Regions from separate parts of the Mus musculus genome. Here all the other regions are linked to region 3. Evidence: chromatin contacts called from public Hi-C and promoter capture Hi-C data. All regions are on one chromosome and are shown on one strand. Each heading gives the region's core, a stretch centred on a gene start, on an enhancer-like site or on the middle of the called end of the contact. The rest is flanking DNA. Distances are from core to core; before and after follow the strand shown.

Region 1 (3,271 bases), core at 601-3,100, 4.6 Mb before region 3:
TGATTGTAATCGCTTTTGCTTGAGTGTTTCCACGACTGTGTGGGGTTCATCAGTGAATGTTTTTCATCACTCCGTTATTTTAAAAGCCTATAGCTGCCCATTCACGAGCACTGTGCCACTCTGTAGCGCTCTCTTCACCATCTACTTATTTAACGCCTTCTAAGCGAGCATGTAAGAGAAAATGCTGAAATGGCGCCAAGTATCACAGCTGTACGGCCAGGATTGCTGCTGGCACTCGCGGGGCTCTACACCCATGCAACTGCACTAGCCTTGGCAGCCATCTTGAAAAAGATGCCGGGCTCACAAGGGAGCCCAGAGTGCAGGCAGCGCCTGCACTTACCACCGCCGTCTACAAACCCTTCTCTGGATCTATGAAGGTATAGTTTACAACTCTAAGCCAAATACAACGAAGGCTAAGTTCCCAAGGACTTATGGCCACTCCAGCAAGCTATAACAAAAATTGATTTGATCAGCATGATTCCCTGACAAGGAAGTAAGAGAAATAAAAAATGAGGAAGAACCATTTCCTTTCAGATACGTTACTCGTCGTTTGGACAAATAAGAAGAGCCCTCTTTGGCTACAGAAGGTCTATAGGAAAAATGTGCTCGAGGTACTAAATGGACTGAATATTCGAGTAGTCTAAACAAAGGCAACATAACCTTACAGTACAGATAACATCTCAGGCAACTGACATGTCAAATCCCGTTCCCCGAGAGGTTAACAAGGTGAAAGATCACCTGTATGTTAATTAGCGGGTCACATTCTTACATAGCAATTTCAAAGCAGAAAGGGATGTCAAGGTTAAAAGCGTGCTTAGCCTGGAGTTGCCTCAGTTTGATGCAAGGTAACTGTTAAGGCATGGCTCATGCGACGCGCCTGCCTTGACCTGCTTTGTGCCAAAGCTTTTTGAGGCTAGCTCAAGATCGGTACTTAACAGCAACACAAAGCGAGTCTACAGACCCGCTAATCCCGTCACCCAAGGAAGAAACACAGGGTCCCAATCCCCCACCCTGTCATGCCCGCGGTGGCTCTGGCCCATGCAGGAGGCGGACGCGAGCTTTCCACCCCGGCATCTCACCTGTTGATGAAACCGTATCCGTTCCTTACATTGAACCATTTGACTGTTCCCAAAACCTTCGTTGCTGGAAAACAAAGCACAACAACGTCCAATCACCGGCTGGCCCTGGAAGTCGGTCCAGGATCTAGCCGCAGGCCCGGGCCGCCGCCCTCGCCGCACACGTGGGTGCGCCGGGTAGCGCGGGTCCGAGGTGGGTGTGCGCCCGGGAGGCGAGCACGTGAGGGCCGGGGAAGCAGCCCGCGCTCCTCCGGCTGCGTAGGCGGCGGGGCGGGGACCCCAGCACGAGGCCCCGGGGCGGGTGGGCGCGGGGGAGGGGCGGCGGCGGCCGGAGCAGCGGCGGGATCCCGGTGTGCGCGCGCCGCGGGCCTCGGGGGGGAGGGGCGGCCGCGTAGTCCGTGGCTCGGGCCGCGTCGCCTAACGGTCCGGCCCGCGGCCCCATCCCCGGTCCCTTCTGGCGCTCACCGATGACCTTCTTGTCCCCGCCGGCGGGCGCCGCCGATGTGAGGCCACCCGGGCCGCCACTACCCGCGCCGCTGCCCGTGGAGCCGGGCTTGGTGTCGGCGGCGCTGAGGGCGGCGGCGGGGGCGGCGGGCGGCTGCTGGGTCTCGGCCTCGCTGCTCATGGTTGCGGTGATGGTGACTGGGGCCGGCGGCGACGGCTGCGGCTCCTCCCGGGTGTGATGGTGACTAGGCCGGCGGCGGCGGTGGGGCTCTCAGGGCTCTCTGGGGTCCGCTCTCCGCTCCCGCTACCGATCGAACTAGCGAGAATGGCGGGACGGGCGGGATAAGCCCCGCGATAGACCCGCCCTCGTCCTCCCCCATTGGTCCGCATCGTTGTCCATCTCACCACCTGACCGGGTCTCTAGCGCCTATTGGCTCACGCTCCGCGGCTCCTGCGCTCTCATTGGTATCTTTAGCGACTAATTCGCCCGACCCACAGCTTCTCAGGCCTCCGCCGCCATAGAGACCGGAACTAGAATGAGAGCCTCGGCCGTGAGCACCATAGAGTACCGGGAGGACGCGCAGAGGGAACGTTCCCAGATGGGGCTGCGCTCGTCGCGCACGTGGGCCGCGATCGCCGGGCCTACTCCGGCCTCCTAGAAGGGGCTCCTTCCCACGGCTGGGTGAACGCCGGGGCCTCCTTAATGGGTCAGGCTTTTGGTGATCCAGTCACCTTGGAGGGACCACGCAGGCGCTGGAGCTGCCACGACTCAGCGTGTTCAGGGCGGGGGTGATCGTTTCCCCCGGCGTCCGAGGAAATGTATTTCATACTGGCCACAAATCAGATTTAATTTCGCCTCACATTTATTGGATGTTAGGGTTTTTGACTTTATAAACTAAGCACTGTAGACAAGGATTGCTATCCTTGTTTTTATACACTGTAAAACACACGCTGCCTTCTTTCTGAAGCCCTCCGCCTACCTTCATTCATTCTTTATTACGCATCTACTATTGACTGGGGATTGAAGTAGTTTGCCAGTTAGTTTCTGCTTTCTGATGGTGGAATTTTAAACGCCCACCACTTCTTGGTTGGGTGAGCACAGCGTTTGGGGAGTGGGAGCAGGAAGAGTTGGGTGGTGACATTTCAGGCAAAGGTAGGTTTGTGCAAAGGCCTAGAAAAGATAGGGTCTCACGGAGACTGCAAATAAAGGAAACCAATCGAAGTAGGAATCAGAGGTGGGCAGAGGTGTTTTTAACCTGAGATTCTTCCCCTGATCACCGGTGAGCAGTGTAGCTTTCGCGGTGTAAGTAAGGAGTAGCATCGTTAAAGAAAGAAAAGGCTGCTGCTTGGAGAAGGGGCTGCAGAGAGAGAAGGGATGGGAGTGGGGGAAACAAGAGGACCTGAGATGGCTCTGTGTGTAAAGGCACTTGGCCAAACCTGAGTTCTTGCCTTCAGCTCCACATAATGGAAAGAGAAAGATAGCCTCTTCCTGTAAGCTGTAGCTTGACCTCCCCACGAGCACTGTGGCATACTCCTAGCTCCCAGTAAATAAAAGCATGAACTAGAAATACAAAAAGAACGCTAAATCCGACGGGCTGTGGTGGCGCTCGCCTTTAATTCCAGCACTTGGCAGGCAGAGGCAGGCGGATTTCTGAGTTCGAGGCCAGGCTAGTCTGCAAAGTGAGTTCAGGGACAGCCAGGAGAAACCCTGTCTCATTCCCCCCCCCACCACCACCACCACCACCAAGACC
Region 2 (3,545 bases), core at 80-2,579, 3.1 Mb after region 3:
GTTCATGAAGCTTTAAAGGGAGGGAATAAAAAGGAAATCTCGGCTGACCTGGTGGATGCATGCTTTTAGTCCCAGCACCTGGGAGGCAGAGGCAGGTGGAGGGCTGAGTTTGAGGCCAGTCTGGTCTACAGAAGTAGTTCTAGGACAGCCAGGGCTATGCAGAGTAACCCCGTCTTGAACAAAATCAAAAACAATTTCCTCTCCCATGATTTGTGCTTGTAAATTGTTACTGTACACACACATGGAGTCACATCTACCTCATTTACCCTTCTGCTGGAGAATAAAGTGAGTCTTCTGCATGTCACACAAGCCAGAACCCCAAAGGCTGTGTCCTCAGCTCTCTCCATACTTTTCCCTCTTGGACAAAGACTGCATTCACTCAAACCTAATGGCAAATTTTATAGTATTACAACAAACGTGTTGCTATGAAATAATGTTTTTTTTTTTCCCTTTTTTTTTTTTTTTTTTTTTTTTTTTTGGTTTTTCAAGACAGGGTTTCTCTGTATAGCCCTGGCTGTCCTGGAACTCACACCCGGCTTCCTTTTTCTTAAATCTTTACTTTTATTTATTCATTAATTTTTTTGGAGGCAGGGTTTCTTTGTGCAGTCCTGGCTGTCCTGGAATTTACTATGCAGCCCAGGCTGGCTTTGAACTTGGAGTCCTTTCTGCTTCCAGAGTGCTAGGATTAAAGGCATATGCCAAAACAACCGGGGCTTCTATTTTATTTTATTATTTTTATTTTATTACGTTTCATGTAGCCCAAGCTGGTTTTGAACTCAATGTAATTGATAATGTAAAGATAAACTTGCAGTCCTGATTACTAGTGCCTCCTCCTCCCAAATTTTGGGCTCACGTGTTTGCCAATCTGCTAGCCTTTGATAGGGTTTCAATAAAAGTAAAACCGTTGAGATTAAACTCTGTGAAATTGACTCTAACTTCATTGGCGTAGGAATAAGAGACAGCACAAGTTCAATTTATAACCTTGAACCCAGCGAAGATGTTAGCCAAGAATAGCGGACTACTCATAAGAGGAAAGAAAATAGCCTTTCAGCGCTATCAGGAGCTGATAGGGCCCTGGATATTTAATTTCACGCGAAAGTTGCAGGGCATGCCCATTCAAATTTCTTCCAACAAATCACAAAGGCGTATAGACACTTTCTTATCCGTTTATTGGTCAAATGGAAATCCCAGCCCTCCCTACCTCCCGCCTCTCACTAGGGAGCCAATTGGAAAAACTTAGGTTTCATCATCAAGTACTGTACTTGCTATTGGCTGTCCGAGCTGTCAATCTAGGGAAGGCGGGCCAGGCCGAACTGTCCTATTTAAGAAGAGGACAAAGGCGGCGCGCAGCTTGTGTCGTCCGCCATTTTGTGCTCAGCAAGGTGGCAACCACGTTCCCTGAGCGACTTCTCCGCTTCTGCCTCGACCGCCCCTTGACTACAGCTATGTCTCGGGATCGGTTCCGGAGTCGCGGTGGCGGCGGTGGAGGCTTTCACCGGCGTGGAGGAGGTGGCGGCCGCGGCGGCCTTCACGACTTCCGCTCTCCGCCGCCGGGCATGGGCCTCAACCAGAACCGCGGCCCCATGGGCCCGGGCCCTGGCGGCCCGAAGCCGCCGCTCCCGCCTCCACCTCCTCACCAGCAGCAGCAGCAGCCGCCGCCGCAGCAGCCTCCGCCGCAGCAGCCGCCGCCGCACCAGCAGCCGCCGCCGCACCAGCCGCCCCATCAACAGCCCCCGCCTCCGCCGCAGGAATCCAAGCCCGTCGTCCCCCAAGGCCCCGGCTCGGCGCCGGGGGTGAGCAGTGCGCCTCCGCCGGCGGTCTCGGCTCCGCCCGCCAACCCCCCGACCACCGGCGCCCCTCCGGGCCCTGGTCCAACCCCGACTCCGCCGCCCGCCGTCCCCTCCACCGCCCCCGGACCGCCTCCCCCATCGACGCCGAGCAGCGGAGTCTCGACCACCCCTCCACAGACCGGCGGCCCTCCGCCACCGCCCGCCGGGGGCGCCGGGCCGGGGCCTAAGCCGGGGCCAGGCCCTGGCGGTCCAAAAGGCGGCAAGATGCCCGGTGGGCCTAAGCCTGGAGGTGGCCCGGGCATGGGCGCTCCTGGTGGCCACCCGAAGCCACCACACCGAGGTGGCGGCGAGCCCCGTGGGGGCCGGCAGCATCATGCGCCCTACCACCAGCAGCACCACCAGGGGCCCCCTCCCGGCGGACCGGGACCGCGCACGGAGGAGAAGATCTCCGACTCGGAGGTGAGCGGGTTCTCGAGCAAAGCCGTCCGTTTCCCTAAGATGGCGGCGCCTGCCTACCCTCGGCGTTTTTTTTTCCTCTTCCCCCCCGCCCGCAGCCTAGAGGGCCTCCATTTTGTCCCCTGCCGGAAGCGCTCCTGCGCATGCTTGCGCAGGCGGGGCGGACGCGCGGCGGGCTGTGGAGGCCGCTAGGGATTGGCTTCCAGCGGGAGGGCATCCTCACGTCTTGGCGGTAATCCGCTAGAGGCTAGCGGTCCGGTCCCTTGGGACCCAACTAGTGCACGTCGGAGGCCTCTGTTTGGGAGAAAACAGGGCAACTTGGTGCTGTCTTCCTAGTCTGCATTTAGAGCTATTTGTTGACGTCAGAGGTGTATTGATTGGCGTTTGCTGATAAAGAGGCGATGTGTTTCAAAGCATTTTGTATACTCTGCTTCATATGGATTAGAGTTAGTGATCCTGTTGGATCCCCAAATATGGTTCAACCTGCTAGCCCTCATGGGAAAAAAGGGAGATCGTTAACGAATGCACGATGGCCTACTTTGGGACCACTAGACTTTTCCTGCTTTGGTGTATGAATTCCGTCCGATTTCTTTATTAGGGATTTAAAGCCAACTTGTCTCTCTTGCGGAGGCCTGGAGAAAAAACTTACACACAGCGCTGTCGGTTGTTTGTGGGGAATCTACCTGCTGATATCACAGAGGATGAATTCAAAAGACTGTTTGCTAAATACGGAGAACCCGGAGAAGTTTTTATCAACAAAGGCAAAGGGTTCGGGTTCATTAAGCTTGTGAGTGTAATTTTTTTCCCTTTTGTGAAAGTTTTTAGGCATGCTTTTAAATGGGAAGAATTAACGAGCCTTTAAGTTTTTTTCATCAATAGAAATCAGAATAGTGTGCATTGGGGCAGGACCTCAAAGACAGACCTTTAGCCCTCGGGGTGTTGGGAGGAGGCTTGAAGAAAGCTCTTAAGCGGTAGAAGTGGGAAGGGTTATTAAAAAATTGAGCACTAGCCAGTTTGGAAGTTGTTAAAAGTATTTCTGATATTTGCAGGAATCTAGAGCCTTGGCTGAAATCGCCAAAGCTGAGCTTGATGATACTCCCATGAGAGGTAGACAGCTTCGGGTTCGATTTGCCACACACGCTGCAGCCCTGTCTGTTCGAAATCTCTCTCCTTATGTTTCCAACGAACTTTTGGAAGAGGCCTTTAGCCAGTTTGGTCCTATTGAAAGGGCTGTTGTAATTGTGGATGATCGCGGAAGATCTACAGGGAAAGGCATTGTTGAGTTTGCTTCCAAGCCAG
Region 3 (3,612 bases), core at 190-2,689:
TTCTACACCTGCCTCAGATGTACTGAGATTTACGGATGTGGGCCATCATATCATGCCTGGCAAAGACACAATTTCATTTTTCATTGTACTGGTTATTATAATTAATGCAGAGATAATATAAAGTACATGGAGTGTGCATAGGTTCACATGTAAATAGCCTATACTAGGAATCTGACCGTCTTCCAGTCGGTTAATCGGATTAAGGGTGTCCTGAAAGCATTCTCCCATTGATACTGAGAGACACACGCATATTTAAGTGCATTCTGCCTGTCTATTAGGTACTGTGGAGTTGATATTTTTTAGGTGAGGTTGTGACGGCCTACTAGAGCTTACTTTTCTCTCTACAGTCAGATCAGTCTGTCTGAGTAGGAGATGAGACTATGTGGTAGAATTTTCCCTAGCATGCGCAAAAGACCCCGAATTTCATCCTTAGCCCTGCAAACAACAGTCACTTTGTAAAACCAGAAGCCCTATCCCTACCCCAACTCCTTTTGAGTGTACACGGCTGTATTTTAAGGGTTGTCAAATTTCCACTTCTGGGAGTCCGAGACATTTACAACTTTCTGAAACATACTTTGGCAGTAATCATTTGCCTTCATTAGCCCTAATTCCTCTAGTCTCTAATCACAAAGAAGTCAAGTACTCAGTTGCTGGATGGGTTACTGGAGGGGCACTAGGTGGGCGTGAAGATGGAGTCGGTAGAATATAAGGGCAGCAGTATCCTATCAGCGATCTGCTTACGGAATTAGAAGATGTTTTAGCATGCTCGTATCTGTTTTCCTTATCGGGTTCCAGGTACCAGCATAGGCAAGTTATCACTGAGATTCCTAATTGCCTTTCGCACGTGCCGAATCTATAGGTCTGGACTGGCTCACACACGACCTCCGGTGGACTCACCCAATTCCAGAGCAATTCATCTATCCTCATGGCCTTTTCCCATAAAATCTGTACTGAGTCAACTTACACAGAAGTCCAATCTCTGTTCAGCTTCAAGCAACTTGAGGGCATGGAGGGGCAATTCAGTTTCCAGTGCCTTCCTGGTACCCAGGACCTGACAAGCATCACTAAATACTGGCAGGGCAGCTGCAACAAGGGAGGGGGGCACAAAGAATTCTTACCCAGACGCCTAGAAGCTTCCCTGCGTTGCTCTCGGAGCCCGGAAGAAGGCGGGGAGCGGGGAGCAGCCCAGCGCGCGCATGGAAGGCCGAGGTGCGTTGCGGGCTGTGCCCCCAGGGCGAAGGCCCGGAGGCCGACGAGAGGCGCGGCCAGGCCGAACTCCTCGTGACGCCTCCCCCCCTTCTGCCGCTGCTAGTCAGGTGATTCCGGGCACGTGATAGTACCACTTACCCTGTTGTCCCAGAGTGGCAGCCCGCCCAGCCAATAATAAACCGAAGCTTGGCGGCGGCCCAATCGGAGCTGGGCTTATGGGCGGGCCCTGCGGCGGCTACTGCCGGGGGCGGCGGCAACAGCGGCGGCCTGGGGAGGCGGCGGCCTAACCTGGCCTGGCCTGTCAGGGCGCGGGCGGTGGTGGTCCAGCACCATGTCCCTGCAGTACGGGGCGGAGGAGACGCCCCTGGCCGGCAGTTACGGCGCAGCCGACTCGTTCCCCAAGGACTTCGGCTACGGCGTGGAGGAGGAGGAAGAGGAGGCAGCGGCGGGTGGCGGCGGAGGCGCGGGGGCCGGCGGCGGCTGCGGCCCGGGCGGCGCTGACAGCTCCAAGCCGAGGATCCTGCTTATGGGGCTCCGGCGCAGCGGCAAATCCTCCATCCAGAAGGTGAGCGCCCCGCAGCCGCCGCCTGCCCTTGGTTTTGCCCGGCCCACGGCGCTCAGGTGGCGGGTGCCCAGGAGGCCTGAGAGGGTGGAGGCCTGGCGCTGCGTCCCCGGGCACTGTCCACACCTGCGAGCGCAGAGCCTGGGCGCGGTTCGCCCAGGGTCCCCGACCTGGGCCTCCGAGGGTCGAGGGGGGCCAGGAGGCGACGCTGGCTGGAGGGAGGAGGCAGGTGCCGGTCACCGCCCTAGAACTCCTCCCTTCTGGTCGCTGCCCTTGTGGCGTTGACGAAACCGACCCGTCGTCCCCGGTTCTCACGCGGAGAACTTGGTGAGCGTGCTGTCCCGCCGCATCTCACTTAGGTGACAGGAGTTTTCAGGGATCTCCTCCCAGCCTCTGGACCGTAGCGGCGCCTGAAAGTGTTGTGGCGAAGACACTGGGCATCTCAGTGTTTGTTGTCAGTCTGTTGGAGACTTCTGTAAAAACATTTTTTGGGGGGGGGGGCGGGGGGGGGGACTCTATCGCTACACCTACTTTATTTAGAACTTGTAGCCCTGTGGTTGCAGTTACAGGTGACAGTCCCCAGTAGCTGGTCACAGCGATCTTTGGAGACGGTTTTGCAGGCGGACAGACATCAGTGCATTTGTTTTCACTTGGGTCCGTCGTGAACGAATAGAATGAATGCCTAAGGCTTTGTATTTTTAGGGAAATAGAGGCAGGGTTGATTTCTTTCAATCAGCCATTCCCATTACAAACAGAGCGAACTTCTGGTAAAACTACGGTCACAGACAACCATGCTTTCCCCATTTCCACTCTGACACAAAGGTCTGTCCAAACAGAAATCTCTGGTATTTTGTAGGGGTGGTGTTTTTAAAAAGCAACATCGCTGCCTACCCCCACATCTTCCGCCCCTGCACTTGCTGGACAACTGTTTTATTTTCTCACGTCTGTGTCAAAGTTAGACCTTTGGGGGGAGTGCTTATGCTAAGTAACTACCACTTGAAACCTATGAGAACTTTTTCTCTCTTCCAAGTTAACACTGAGAGACAAATTTGCTGTATGTTAGGGTTGTATCAGGCAAGCCTTAAAGCTACATCTCCAGCCCTGCTGTGGTTTTTTTGTTTTCTTCCTGTATAGCAGGCTGGCCAAGAACTGACTATGTAGCCAAGGGTGACTTTAAGCTCATCCTGAGCTTTCAGGTACGAGCTATCAGGTTGGCTTGGCTTGGTGCAGGTGCTGGAAGCCAGGGTATTATGCATGATAGGCAGGCTCTGGGACCACACTGAGCTACACCTTTGGCTCCCTGCTGTGATGATTGGCAGCTTATTGTTTTTACCATTTCCTGCCTTATGGAGCTGCCTCTTCCCTCCTCCCCCAGGTCTCCCTACTTCTCACTCTGGACAGTTTTACCTACTCAGGATCCCCTCCATTGTCTTTATTGTTCCTAAGAGCCTGAGGTAGGCGTGTGTGTTATTTTTGAATGAACACAAAGTCTCAAACATTACCTAGAATAGTTCATGATCTTAAAGCGGGTCTTGACAAGTTTAAATCTCTGATCACAGTTGTAATATTGGTACCACAGGATTTCTATGTAACTTTGGCAGTTAAATAGTCACAACGTTGTCTCTGTTTCTCTTAATAAAACCCAATAGGACCTGGCAAGGTGGTACTGTAATTTCAGTACTGGAGGAGGCAGAGGCAAGAGAATTGGATTTTGAGGTTAATCTGGGCTATATAGCTGAGGCTCTTTCTCAAAACAGCCCTCCTCTGCTCCCCTCCAAAAAGTTACAAACCCTGAGAATAGAAAAAGCAAATACACGGAAACCGTATGGGTCAGAGATGGT

What was found. Promoter capture Hi-C pulls out the DNA fragments that hold promoters and counts their contacts. Hi-C and Micro-C count contacts between places; a contact is called where the count stands out from the background.
Region 1: a contact with region 3 is called in a Hi-C map of muscle stem cells, with 6 times the contacts expected there. The contact joins the promoter of Ybx1 here to the promoter of Rragc in region 3. A contact is called at or near these places in 2 of 39 promoter capture datasets (cranial neural crest and pre-B cells) and 2 of 484 Hi-C or Micro-C datasets (CD4 T cells and muscle stem cells).
Region 2: a contact with region 3 is called in a promoter capture Hi-C map of pre-B cells, with 3 times the contacts expected there. The contact joins the promoter of Sfpq here to the promoter of Rragc in region 3.

What each region holds. Positions count from the first base shown.
Region 1 is chr4:119,292,663-119,295,933 of GRCm38.p6, forward strand. Ybx1 (Y box protein 1) reads right to left here and starts at 1,851. Exons shown (of 8, transcript NM_011732.2): 1 at 1,542-1,851; 2 at 1,080-1,143. The coding sequence starts at 1,701.
Region 2 is chr4:127,019,972-127,023,516 of GRCm38.p6, forward strand. It overlaps Sfpq (splicing factor proline/glutamine rich (polypyrimidine tract binding protein associated)), which reads left to right and starts at 1,330. Exons shown (of 10, transcript NM_023603.3): 1 at 1,330-2,249; 2 at 2,845-3,033; 3 at 3,296-3,545. The coding sequence starts at 1,446.
Region 3 is chr4:123,915,994-123,919,605 of GRCm38.p6, forward strand. Rragc (Ras-related GTP binding C) reads left to right here and starts at 1,440. Exons shown (of 7, transcript NM_017475.2): 1 at 1,440-1,774. The coding sequence starts at 1,541. It also overlaps D130007C19Rik.